Regions from separate parts of the Mus musculus genome. Here region 1 is linked to region 2. The links are chromatin contacts, called in public HiChIP or PLAC-seq maps. All regions are on one chromosome and are shown on one strand. The core of a region is the stretch at or near the end of the contact, and the rest is flanking DNA. Distances in the headings are between cores, read along the strand shown.

Region 1 (6,123 bases), core at 2,765-5,264, 81 kb before region 2:
TATAGCTCAGTTGGTAGAATGCTTGCTTATAATGCATAAAGACTTAGGTTTGATCTTAGCACTTCATAAAAACAGTGTGTTGGTATATGCTTGTAATCCTAGCACTTTGGAGGTAGAAGTAGTCAGATATCCAAGTTCAAGCCCAGCCTGTACTACACAGTACATTCCAGACCAGACAGAGCTACATAGTAAGACTCTGTCTAAAGAAGGGATGTTGCTTAATAACTGAGGGACTGGAGAGATGGCTCAGGAGTTAAGAGCACTGGCGGCTCTTGTAGAGGTCCTGGCTTTGATTTCCTGCACCTACACAGTGGCTCACAGCCACTAGGAACTCATGTTCCAGAGGATCTGATGTCTCTTTTTTACTTTACTGGTACCAGGCACACACGTGGCAAACAGACATACATGAAAGCAAAACATTCATACAGTAAAAAGAAAGATGATATATATGAATATATTAATAATAATATATAATTTAAAATGTACATAACATATAATACTTACTATGTAATATAATTATGATACGTAATATTATATATAATTCATATATATTCATCAATTTATATATGTATATGATTGAGGATGTTTGCTAAGAATGTGCCTTTTAGCCAGAGAACTAAGGAGGACTCTCCGTGGCAGATAAGCCTGCAGGATGGTTGAAGAACACAACCGACACAATCAGGACCTCCTGGACTCAGTTCAAAGGCAGTCCTAGCAAGGCATCAAGCTGAGGAAACGTAGGGAGTTGCTATAGCAAGCCTGTCCAACGTATGCCATAGCCTTTGACTCAAAACAGGCATAAGGCAAATATTAGGCCAGCTAGGTACCTTCTACCAGAAAGCAGATGAATTTGAGTGCTGAAATGTGTGACCTTAACAGCCAGTGGTAGCCTTCTTGAAGGGAAGGGGTAGAGCTGAGAGGGAAAAGGAGAAACAGAAGGAGAAGATGGGAGAAGAGAAGGAGGAAGGAGGAGGAGGAAGGGGAGAGGAGAAACTAGGGCATGGATGTATCTTTTGGGGACAGTAGAGAGAACAGCAGTGATAGTTGAAGGCTCTGTCTAGGAACATTGAAAAAGGATGCTCATGTCAGATTAGAAAGATTAATGAGAGCCTTGGGTGCGGGCTAAGAGGTTTTAAATAAATATATAGGTAATTGGGAGATGGTGAAGATCCTTTAAATAAACTAAGCAGCAGTTTGTGAAGAGTAGATTTAGATTGGGTTACAAGATGGAGATCACTGGTAGCTACCAAAGCAGCTGAAAGACTGGATCCTTGAGCAGATGCAATGGGCTAGAAAGAGGGAAGGGAGTAGTAGAAAGGATGATAGATTAGGCGTTCTATTTCATTTCTTATTTACTTAGAGATAGGGCCCTACTACACAGCTCTGGCTGGCCTGGAGCTCTCTATGTAGACCAGGCTGGCCTCAAACTCATAGAGATCTGCCTGCCTTTGCCTCCTAAGTCCTGGACTAAAGACCAGTGTCACCACATGTGACTATTTTATTTTTTTAAAAAGTCACTGTCCTAGCTGGGTATGGTGGTGAATGCTTTTAGTTCCAGGACTTTGGGGCCAGAGGCAGGCAGATCTCTATGAGTTCCAGGCCAGCCTGGTCTACATAGCGGGTTCCAGTGCAGCCAGAGCTGTGTAGGGTCCTGCCTAACAAACCAACCAACCAACCAACAAACCAACCAACCAACAAACCAACCAACCAACCAACCAACCAACCAACCAACCAACAAACAAACAAAAAACAAACCAAAAATGGTCTTAGGTATCCTGGGCTGACCTCAAATTTCTCTGTGTGTTCTAGTATGACCTTGACTAATCCTCCTGCCTCCACCCTCCAAATGGTTAGACTAAAGCATGTTCCCCAATGTCTGCTTCATGCAGTACTGAGCATGGAAGGCCCAGGCTAGCCAAGCACTCTACCAGCTGAGCCACAGCCTAAAATCAGAATCTTACAGGAAGCACTTGTCGCTTCCTTAGGCCCACCCTGAAGGCCAGGCTGGACACACACTACCTCAAGTATTTGGGTGGCTTCTCCAGGTTAATAGTTTACAATTCCACAGGTAGGTGCAAACTCTGAGCAGACACAGACAAGAAGTAAAGGGTCCTTTAGCCTCAAACATGCTAGGCAAATGTCTTGCTGCTTGCCTGTATCCCAGGCATGTTTAGGTACATTGTAAAGACATAGCATTTTTAACTTTGAAGGAAATGGTGCTGACTAAGCAGGTATACATCAGCAAACATTGGGGTTAGAGCCTACAACATGCTTTGAAAGGGTGGGATGATGCATATCCATCTGTAGAGATTTTCTACTATCTTTTCAAAAGCTGTGTGATTCTGGGTAGGTCACTCAGGTTCCCTTCCGTTTGGGGAGTGGGGTGGGGCCTCACATAGTTCAGGCTGGCCTAAGCTCCAGATGTATTCAAGGATAACTCTGATTTCCTGCTCTTCCTGCTTCTGACTACCGGGGAGCTGGGATTACAGGCTTGGGCCACCATACTGGATTCACTTTCCTTGTCTTAGAAAAAATGGTTTTAGATTTATTTATTTTATCTTACATACGTGAGTGTTTGCCTCTATCCGTGTTATGTACGCCATGTGTGTGTGCTTGGTGTCCAAAGAGGTCAAAGGACAGCATCGGACTCTCTGGAGTTTTGGATGGTAGTGAGCCACCATGTGGGGTCTGGGAACTGAGCCCGGAGCCTCTGCAAGAGCAGCAAGTGCTTTTGACCCCCGGGGGGGGGGGGCGGGGGGCGGGGGTGGGCATCTCCAGGTCCCCACATCCTCTTTCTGAGGTGCAGTTTCTTCGGGTACAGAGAGGGAAGAGACAGCTTCTTCCCAGAACTGTGCTTCTCCTTTGTGACCCTCATGGGGGAAAGGCCTGTCAGTGAGCAATAAATGACAGGTAAATAATAAAAGGTGAAACACACAGAGATGGATTGAAAACAAGAAATAGAAGGTACATTTCAACACCCTCTCCCCCCTTTCTTTCCTCATTTGCTTCTTGATTGTAGCTGGCTGCCTTTGCAGAGACTGTTTTGGGTTGTTCAGTCTGTTGTCATGTGGATTCTGTGGCTGCCAGTCTTCTAGAGCCTATTTGGTATTTAGGTTCATCTGGTTGTAGATTCATTAGCAATCCAGAACCCTTCTATTTTGTATTTTACAACACGCTCTATAACAAACACATAGTTTTTTCCCACGATGCCAATTTGTTCTATGAGCTAAATCCTTCTTCAGATATATAGTTTCTATCTCATACCAACAGATATCCTCAGACATCTGTATTCTATTGCTGTGACAAAATAACCGAGCCTGGACGCTTGTGTGGAAAAAAGGTTCAGTTCACTCACTGCTCTGAAGGTAGAAAATTCAACAGCATGGCACTGGTTCTTCCGAGGTCTGCCTAGCTATGTCACATTTCTGAGGTATTGTGGGAGCAGTCATGGAGGAAGTCAGATGGTAAGACAGGAAGCTGGAGAAGCTCGGGGCCAGGCATGCTCTTTTATGATGAACTGTTTTCAAGAGAGCTGACTTACTTCTAGACCAGCTTTAAGCTCTTCTGAGGACAATGGGCCCAGTGATCTGATGAGCTCCTACTGGGCTCATCCTGCTAAAGCTCCTATGATTTCCCTAGATCACTGCATCTGGGACCAAGCGTGTGACCCTGGAGTGGATAAACCGCACCCACAGTCCTGGGAGAAAGGAAGTGCTCTTCGGCGAGGGCACTGAGTGCATGAGTCACTCACTGGAGCTGATGTGTCCAGAGCTGGGTGACCACGCAGATGGCTAACGTGCAAAGAAGTGTTAAGGCTACCGAGTAGCATGGCTGGGTAGAGGGCTCTGACATGAGCCTGCAGTGGTTGTAAGCAACAGAGAAAGGACTTGAACCGGATTTTACTGGCTCTAAAGCCATCGATTTAAAACGTTATCCCAAGACTGTCCATGCTGAGGCTCCTGGGAAGCCTGCTTCTTATTCTTCCTTTTCTAGGCATCTGATGTGTGTCACCTCCCTGGGCTAGGACACAGCAGCATTAGCCTCTCCAGGGTTACTCAGCACTTTGATGTCTCCCCTGGGAGCCACACTGACTGTCAGCTAGCAGGCACAGGAAGAAATTAGATTGCTATAGAGTCTTCACTTGGATGCAATTTATTATCTCTAAAGATAAGGCCTACAGGGACTTCTACACTGCTTTTCATGAGTCAGTGCAGAAAGATATCTGTTTAGCATGAGTCACACACCTGGTTAAAAGAGGAAAATAAATACTAAAATATAATAATCCATACAATCACTCCTTTTGTGGCTGACTTACCCTCTGCTTTGAGTCCCATAGTAAAATTTAATTTAAATCTGGGGCTGTCAGAAAAAGATGTTCCCGACTCCCCCTCCCCCTGCTTCCTCTTCTCTTTTGAAGATGGGGGTCTCTCTATGTTGCCCAGGCTTATTTCAAACCTCTGGACTCAAGAAATCTGCCCACCTCTCAAGTACCGGACATCCTTGCTCCTGATTAATCAGGAAGGCTAAAGGGCTCCCCAAGAGTGGGCTGGGATTCCCCTCTGGACTCTTACCTTTGGCTTTCAGTAAAACTTGGAAAAAGAATCTGTAAGGCTGAGAGATGGAAAGAAACATCTGCTCAGCAAAATATCTTCCTTTACTTGTGAAATGCAAAAAAAAAAAAAAAAAAAAAAAAAAAAAAAAGGGGCCAGGCCTTGGACACCTGCCAACTGCCTCTCCAGGCCTGCTCTCCCTGCTTTCCACCCAGCCGTGTCCTAGGAGGCTGGCCTGTGTGAGGTGTGCCAGTAGGCTAAGCCAAGGTCCCTGCCTGAGGAGATGAGAAGCAGGAGGAGAGTGAGGTCAAGCTATCATTTACTCAACTCCCTCCCTACTAGGATACCTTGGAAGAACTGTGTGCTCTGAAGGCCACAGCTCTTGCTTGGTGGCCTATCCTATGCATCAACCATCTCTCTGGAAGTCACTGCCTCTCCCTTGCTCTCTCAAGGACTGGGGTTAGCAAGGAGTCTTGCATCAAATCTGGAGATTCTACACTCTCTATTTTGTGGGTGCACCTTTGTAAGAAGCCCTGTGAGTGCCTGTAATCAAATTAGGAAGCTTAAATGTACCATCTGCTTCCTGCTGGAAGACTGACTGGGGTGCTGGGAGAGGCTTAATGACTTGCCCAAGGTTGCAAGAGGATTTGATTGCATACCAGTGCTACTCATAAAATGATTACAGTATTTTACAGTTCCAAGAACCTTTCAAACCCAGTCTCAGGCTGCAGGAAAGGCATAAAGCTTTCCACGCAGAAGCTGGGAAATTAAAATTTCACTAAGACATCCGATTAGCCACAACAGTGAACCTCTGTGCCTTCCTAGACCTAACACGTGACTGTCACAGCACAGTTCACCTCCAGGCCAGAGAGAAACATCTAACTCTTATCTAGCACAACTCTAGACTTCGAGCATCAGGAAAACAAACATACCCAGAATTCCTTCTCCCAAGCCTAGAGCTACTGATACTACATGGGTATCCAACACCCCATGAGGCAAATGGTGCTATTCTATTCTATTTGTGTGTTAGAAAATTGAGGGTCAGAAGGCTAAATATTTCACCCAGAATATTTTTGTAATTTGTCATACATCAAAAGTTAGGCTCAATTAGAACCCAGGCCCACCTGCCCATTGCTCTTTCTGATACACCTCACTGCCTTCATGCAGGGCTGTGCCCCAGGCTGGAGGTCCAATATGTCTACTGCACTTTCTCCTTTCAAACTAGTCCCAGCATGACCTTCAGACTAACTCCGGGGCCTCAGCATGGTTTTCCTGTTGGGCAGCTAAGGAGTTTTTTTGTAGATAAAACCAATAGAAAATGGACTGCGGCTGATTTCGAGCAAGAGATAAGCAGTGCAGGCCAGGCAAGCCCTTTGTCCCAGAAGTCCTGAGAAAAACACATTGGAGGTCTGTTTGGTTATAGAGGGGTTAGATAGGGTGGCCAAAGGGTATTCTTTAGTTTTGACAAGCCACCCCACCCCCTGCCTAGCTGAGAAGGGTCCATGCCCTGGGCTCATTCACTTTTCTAACCTTAAAGCAGAGCCCCAGGGCTGCTTACCTTCTGTGTGGCCTT
Region 2 (6,138 bases), core at 756-3,255:
CTAACCTAACTGTGGCCTGAGGGTTGGGGATAAAAGAAGAGGAAAGGGCCAGTTTGTGTTTCTTTTCTGTAGCCAGTTCCAGTTTAGTTGGAGACGTGAGCTGAGCTTGCCGGAGACGGCTTCACCTCAGCTTCATGTGGGTTTCAAAGGCACTGCGGCTAGGGGAGTAACCCAGTAGCTATGGTTTCTGCCCGTGCTGTTGCTTTGTGTGAATGTTAGGAGCCTAGACCTGCAGTGCAGGAGGCTCATTTGGGGTACCGTGGAGGGTCACATTTGGCAAATTCAGTCTTATGGCAAGAGAGGCTTGTGCTGGACTTGGACTTGGGTATCTGATGTCTGTGTGATTTAGATTGTCTCACAGAAGCATCATGGGAGAGTTTTCTTATGTTGTATGTAGTAGTCATTTATTTTTAGTGGCAATTACAAAACTAGTTTCATCCGGATCTAATTCACATACAATAAAAGCCAGCCCCTTAAAGTGTATAGTCACATTTTAAAAATTATATTTAGGGCTGTAAAACCATTATCATTGCCAAATTCTAGAGTTTTTCTCATTACTCCCAAAGGAAATCCTGTATCCTTTGGAAGTCACTCCTGATTCCCTACTCCCCCCAGCTACTCATTGTGTGTGTGTGTGTTTGCCCAATCTGTGTTTGTGTAAACAGAATAAGGCAGCATGTGCCCTTGGTCCTTTTTATGACCCTCTCTCATGGGCATGTGCTGGTTTTGATTGTCTTTCACGAGTTGGTGGACACTTGTTTTTTGCTACTTGGCTATTACAAATGAAACTGCTGTGAATACTTTTGCACGTTTTTATAGAGATGCAGGCTTTCTTTTTAAAAATCTTCTGTATAGGTGTGTATTCTGTGTAAGCGGTGTGTACGCGCACACTCGTGAGGAGTCAGGACAACTTGTGATGTCAGCCCTGTCTTTGCACCTTGTTTGAGACATGTCTTTCAAGGCTAGCTGGTCTGAGAGCTTCCAGCCATTCTCTGGTCCCATCTTGGGGTGGGAATACTGGGGTTATAAAACCCCACTACTGTTCCTGGCTTCATGTGGGCTTTAGGGATCTGCACTCAACCCTTACTGTGTACACAGCAAGTGCTTGTACTTGAGCCCTAGCTTTTCGGTATAGGGAGATTTAGGCTTGGAGAGAGTCAGTGACGGGAGCTGGGGCCTTTAGGAAGTGTTGGATAAGAAAAACCTGTGTGGATTTGCCCTGCCTACTTTTATGTGACCCTCTGAGGCAGGGTCTGTTCCTACCCCTTTGCTGATGGGCTACACAGTTAGAAAGTGGCTGGGACTGTCTGGCTGTTAGGCTTTCTGAAGCTGCCCTGCTCCAGTCAGTATGCTAGGGTTCCAGAGGAAAAAGCCTTCAGCAAATGGATCATGGTGGCATGCACATGTTTGTTAGGATTGGTAGGGAGAGATGCTGAGGGCTGGGGAGGGGGAAGCCTGCAGCATGACCTTCTGTGTAGTTGTGACAGGAAAAGTATCCTTTAGAATCATGATAGAGGGTAACATTTACAGCCTTTGATGATCTTGTGTCCTTTGAACATCACCTTCCTTATCTGGAACCCCAGGCTTTTATCCTGGCTTCCGGCCTCCCTTGAGGCTGAGTATGAATGAAGGAGTGGGAGAGGGAGGGAAGCAGACAGATGGGAGAGAGAGGGATAGGGGAAGACAGGTGGGAGAGGGGGCTGGGCGAGGGAGGTGGGATCGTTACCTACAGGAACCTGCAGAGCTCAGTGATGGTCCAGGGGGCACGGGGGCAGCTAGGGAGGAAATGTAGCAGGTGTGGGCAGGTAGCCTGCTGGTCTAGGAGGATATCCCATGCCCACTTGGGGGTTCTGGAACTTGCCAAAGCTCCTCCTAATGAGCTGGCTCTCACCCAGCCACTATTGATTTTTCCTGGTATTTGAATGTGAGCCTTTGTCTCTGGGAAGAGTGCTGGCAGCCTCCCCCATCCTAGAACACCCTCATCCCTACTGGACATCACCTACACTGCTGTGAGGCTTCCCAGGGCTCTGCCAGTCTCCTGGTGGCCTGACCTATCCGGGTTGGCCTCTCTGTTCAAGTGGCTGACGGTGGTTCTTATCTCTGACTCACAGCTTGCCTGGAGTTTGTGAAAAGCCTTGTCAGAAAATAGAGACAGAAGCCTCTCCTTGGAGGGGTTGTCATGTCGTGATGATGGTCTTGTTCCGACGATGCCACTATTTTGCAGGTTGTTTTGAATCAGTCACTTTTTTTAAAAAAAAAAGTGTGATGAACACATTTGTCTTAATATGAAAAGCCAGACTTATGTGATGCAAATTAGATGCTTTTTAAAACCCAAAGCCAGAATTCTCCACCCCCACCCCCACACCTGAATTAGACTGCAATTGCTCTTTTGTGTTTTCCTTCCTTGTGCTCAGTGTCTCCACAGTTGGACATAGGTGGGCCCCCTTCCTGTTCTGCGCTTGATGTCTTTGCTCTGGGCAGCAGCTGCTTGGTTGGGCGCTGCACTTAAGAATTTGAGCCGGGCGTGGTGGCGCACGCCTTTAATCCAGTACTTGGGAGGCGGAGGCAGGCGGATTTCTGAGTTCGAGGCCAGCCTGGTCTACAAAGTGAGTTCCAGGACAGCCAGAGCTATATAGAGAAACAAAAACAAAACAAACAAACAAAAAAAACAAAAACAAAAACAAAAAAAAAAGAAAAAAGAGTTTGAGTTATGAATATGGTCCCTGTACATTAAAAAAAATGATCAGACCCAAGGGTCCAATCCTGAGCAGGAAGGGGCCTTGATGAAGTGTTTTATAGATGTTGCTATCAGGACCTAGAGAGGGGAAGTGACTTGCCCATGGCCACACAGCTTCTCTGTGCTCTTAAGGCTTCCGACTTCAGCCACTTATTCCTTTTGGCCTGCCCTCTCAGATCCTAAAGTTCCTATAGTACACATATGGCATGTTCAGGGAACATACTTGCCTCTGATAACGTTTTTGACAGATGCTGCATTAAGCTCTGAGGTTGAATTCTTGGTATGTGCCATTCCTTTGGGGAGAAGACTGGAGGAGTCTGTTGGATTCTAGAGACACTAACCATTTCCTTTCCATCTGGCAGAGGGGAAGCTGGCCATGCCTGACCCATTTCACAGTCACACCATATCTGCTTTCAGTATAAAAACCAACCCAATTCTGGATGAACTTAGGTTGGCAAATTGGGGAAGCTGACTTTGGGAGGTAGGTTAGGGAAGAAAAATAGTTCCTTCTATATTAAAATTTGCTGACATAATACTGAAAGTCATTGTCCTATTCATGCTTGGCTGAGATAGGTCACACCATGGGTGGTATCAGAGGTGCACTGTTTCCCCCATGAGGATAAATTGGGATGAACTAGGGTGGGTTTGCAAGTTAGAAAAAGAAGCTGAGCTGGGAGTGAAACTCAGGGGTACAGAGCTTGTCTAGCAGGCGCAAATCCATGGCTTTCATTCCTAGCACTTCAAAAACGGGGTCAAGACATACAAACAAACAAACAAATGCTCCCTGGAACCCAGGGGTTGGAAAGAGACTCTATAAAGCAGCGGGGATCGTGGAACTGAGGACTGAGATGCAGTCCTCACGCCTACTTTGAAAGACTGTTGAAAGACGTAAGAATATGCTTTCTTTTAAAGATGTGTGCAATAAGACATAAAATATAAACCCAAGACAAAAAGGGACAGTGGGCTCAACCGAGCACCTAGAACGCCCGCGTGGCTACTGCTCTGGTGCGCATGCGTGTCTCTGCTCTCCAATGTGCTGTTTGGAGCAAGTAAGGCAGGCCTGGCTGAGCCTGAGCTCTGCCCTGTAAGTACCTTGTTTCCAGGGTGGAGACCCCCTTGGGGTCGAATGACTCTTTCACAGGGGTCGCCTAAGACCATCAGAAAACACAGATATTTACATTGGGATTCATAACAGTAGCAAAACAACATTTATGAAGTAGCAACGAAAATAATTTTATGCTTGGGGGTCACCTCAGCATGTCTTAAAGAGTCACAGCAGGAAGGCTGAGAGTCACTGGTCTAGACCTTCCTAAGCCAGGCTTCTCATTTATAAAGTGAGCATGGTGCCTTCTACCTCTGACACATCTAGCCTTTCAGAGGAGGGTTTTTTGTGGCTGTACTCTTGGATCTCTGTGAGTTAGTCAGTGCTCTGTGGCTCTGATCAGACCACACCAGTCTCCATCTGCTGCACGAAGCTGAGGAAAGCTCCCTTCTGGCTGGCATACATGGCTCCTACATACATATCATGAGGCACACTACACCACGTTTCTTGTACATATGTGTGGTCATATTCTGTGTGTGTTCACACACACACACACACACACACACACACGTTCATGTGCCTGCACATGTGTTTTTAAAACACTAATTTAATCTTCACCACAGCCTGATATAAATAAAATCCACACTTTACAGTTTTCCTTTGTGAACTGAGGGATCTGATATGCTCAGCAACTTGCCAAAAGCCAGAGAGTGGTAGGACTGGATTCTAACCCTTGTGGCCTTGTGGACCCAGGGTAGGCAATATCAGAGCTGTGTTCTAACTCACAGGGTGGCCAGTGAGTCTTCCTCTTCATTTTCTTTTTCTTTTTTTCAAGTGTTCTAAAAAAGCTGAAAATATAGATTAAAAATGTTAAGTCTTAATTTTTTTCCAGTGCTGGAGATTAAACATAGGGCCATGTGTGTACACATGCTCCACTACTGAGCTGTGTCTCTAGTCCTTCCTTTTAAAATTAAGACTAAAGAGACATTTCATCAATTAATAGCACTCGCTGCTCTTATAGAAGACCTGAGTTCTGTTCCCAGGACCCACATGGTAGCTCACAACCATCTGTAACACTAGCTCCATCCGATCTTAATAACCCCTTTTGATCTCTGTGGGTACCATGCATGTGCATGATAAACACACATGCATACAGGAAAAACACTCATACTTAAAACATTAAAAATTAAGACTTTATTAAAAAGGTTTGACTTTAAAATTTGAAACAATTTCTCAAACAAAAATTGTAAAAATAGCAGTTCCCAAATGTTTTTTGTTCAAGTTCCCCAAATTACATAATATGCAAAAAAATCGAAACTAGGAAACTAACAGTTTTGGTGCAATATAATACACCCATCTATAGACATTATTCAGTTTTCCAGTAGTCTTACCAATAGCCTTGTCCAGGTGTAGGAGCTTACGTTATGTTGAGTGGTCGTGTCCTTCAGTCTTCTGTTTGTACTGGATATAACACTTGAGGGAGGAGCATCAGCCATGGGCCAATGGCCTGGTGTGGGGATGGGGTTCAGTCTTAACACTACTGACTCAACCCAGCAAAAACATTTGTAGATGGGTAGATGGCTTAGTTTTTAAGTACTTGCAATGTAAGTTTACTGGCTGGTTTTGTGTGTCAACTTGACACAAGCTGGAGTTATCACAGAGAAAGGAACCTCCCTGGAGGAAATGCCTCCATGAGATCCAGCTGTAAGGCATTTTCTCAATTAGTGATCAAGGGTGGGAGGGCCCATTGTGGGTGGTGCCATCCCTGGGCTGCTGGTCCTGGGTTCTATAAGAAAACAAGCTGAGTAAGCCAAGGAAGGCAAGCCAGTATTGAACATCCCTCCATGGCCTCTGCATCAGCTCCTGCTTCCTGACCTGCTTGACTTCCAGTCCTGACTTCCTTGGTGATGAACAGCAGTATGGAAGTGTAAGCTGAATAAACCCTTTCCTCCTCAACTTGCTTCTTGGTCATGTTGTTTTGTGCAGGAATAGAAACCCTGATTAAGACAGCAAAGTGTGAGGACTGGAGAATCCATATAAATGGAGGCCTGCCTGTAATTCCAGCTTCAGAAGGCAGAGACAGGGGATTCCCCAGGATAAGCTGAGCATATCAGTGAGCTCTGGGTTTGATTGAGAGAGCCTGTTTCAGTAAATAAGTTGGAAGAGCAATTGAGGAGGATTTCTGACTTCAACCTCAGTCCTCTACGTGCATATAAAGACATGTGCACCCATAAATGGGTACACCCGTAACCACATGGCGTGTGCAAACACATGGGATAATGGAAAAAGAAACAAAAACAAAACAACACAACAACAACATCAAAAACAAAAATAAACACAAACAAACAAACAAACCAAA

What was found. HiChIP or PLAC-seq counts read pairs in DNA pulled down with a chosen protein or histone mark.
Region 1: an HNF4G HiChIP or PLAC-seq map of pancreatic cancer cells shows a contact between it and region 2. The contact joins two enhancer-like sites. A contact is called at or near these places in 3 of 39 promoter capture datasets (the HPC-7 cell line, hippocampal neurons and pre-B cells), 2 of 484 Hi-C or Micro-C datasets (conventional dendritic cells and nephron progenitors) and 11 of 115 datasets of contacts at active chromatin or transcription factors (the 230-238 cell line, bone marrow-derived dendritic cells, bone marrow-derived macrophages and 4 more).

Annotation. Positions count from the first base shown.
Region 1 is chr2:90,639,197-90,645,319 of GRCm38.p6, reverse strand. The region is part of intron 1 of Gm39871 (a long non-coding RNA gene); the gene reads left to right. Among named protein-coding and RNA genes, the nearest start is that of Gm39870, 18 kb to the right of the region's middle. Within about 2 kb of position 4,014, at least 125 of the 459 cell types and tissues checked have an H3K27ac peak or open chromatin away from gene starts, as enhancers often do. A contact at or near this core is called in the HPC-7 cell line, bone marrow-derived macrophages, pancreatic cancer cells and 1 more, where this site is marked.
Region 2 is chr2:90,556,183-90,562,320 of GRCm38.p6, reverse strand. All of the region lies in intron 1 of Ptprj (protein tyrosine phosphatase, receptor type, J), which reads left to right. Among named protein-coding and RNA genes, the nearest start is that of Ptprj, 21 kb to the left of the region's middle. Within about 2 kb of position 2,005, at least 77 of the 459 cell types and tissues checked have an H3K27ac peak or open chromatin away from gene starts, as enhancers often do. A contact at or near this core is called in the HPC-7 cell line, bone marrow-derived macrophages, pancreatic cancer cells and 1 more, where this site is marked.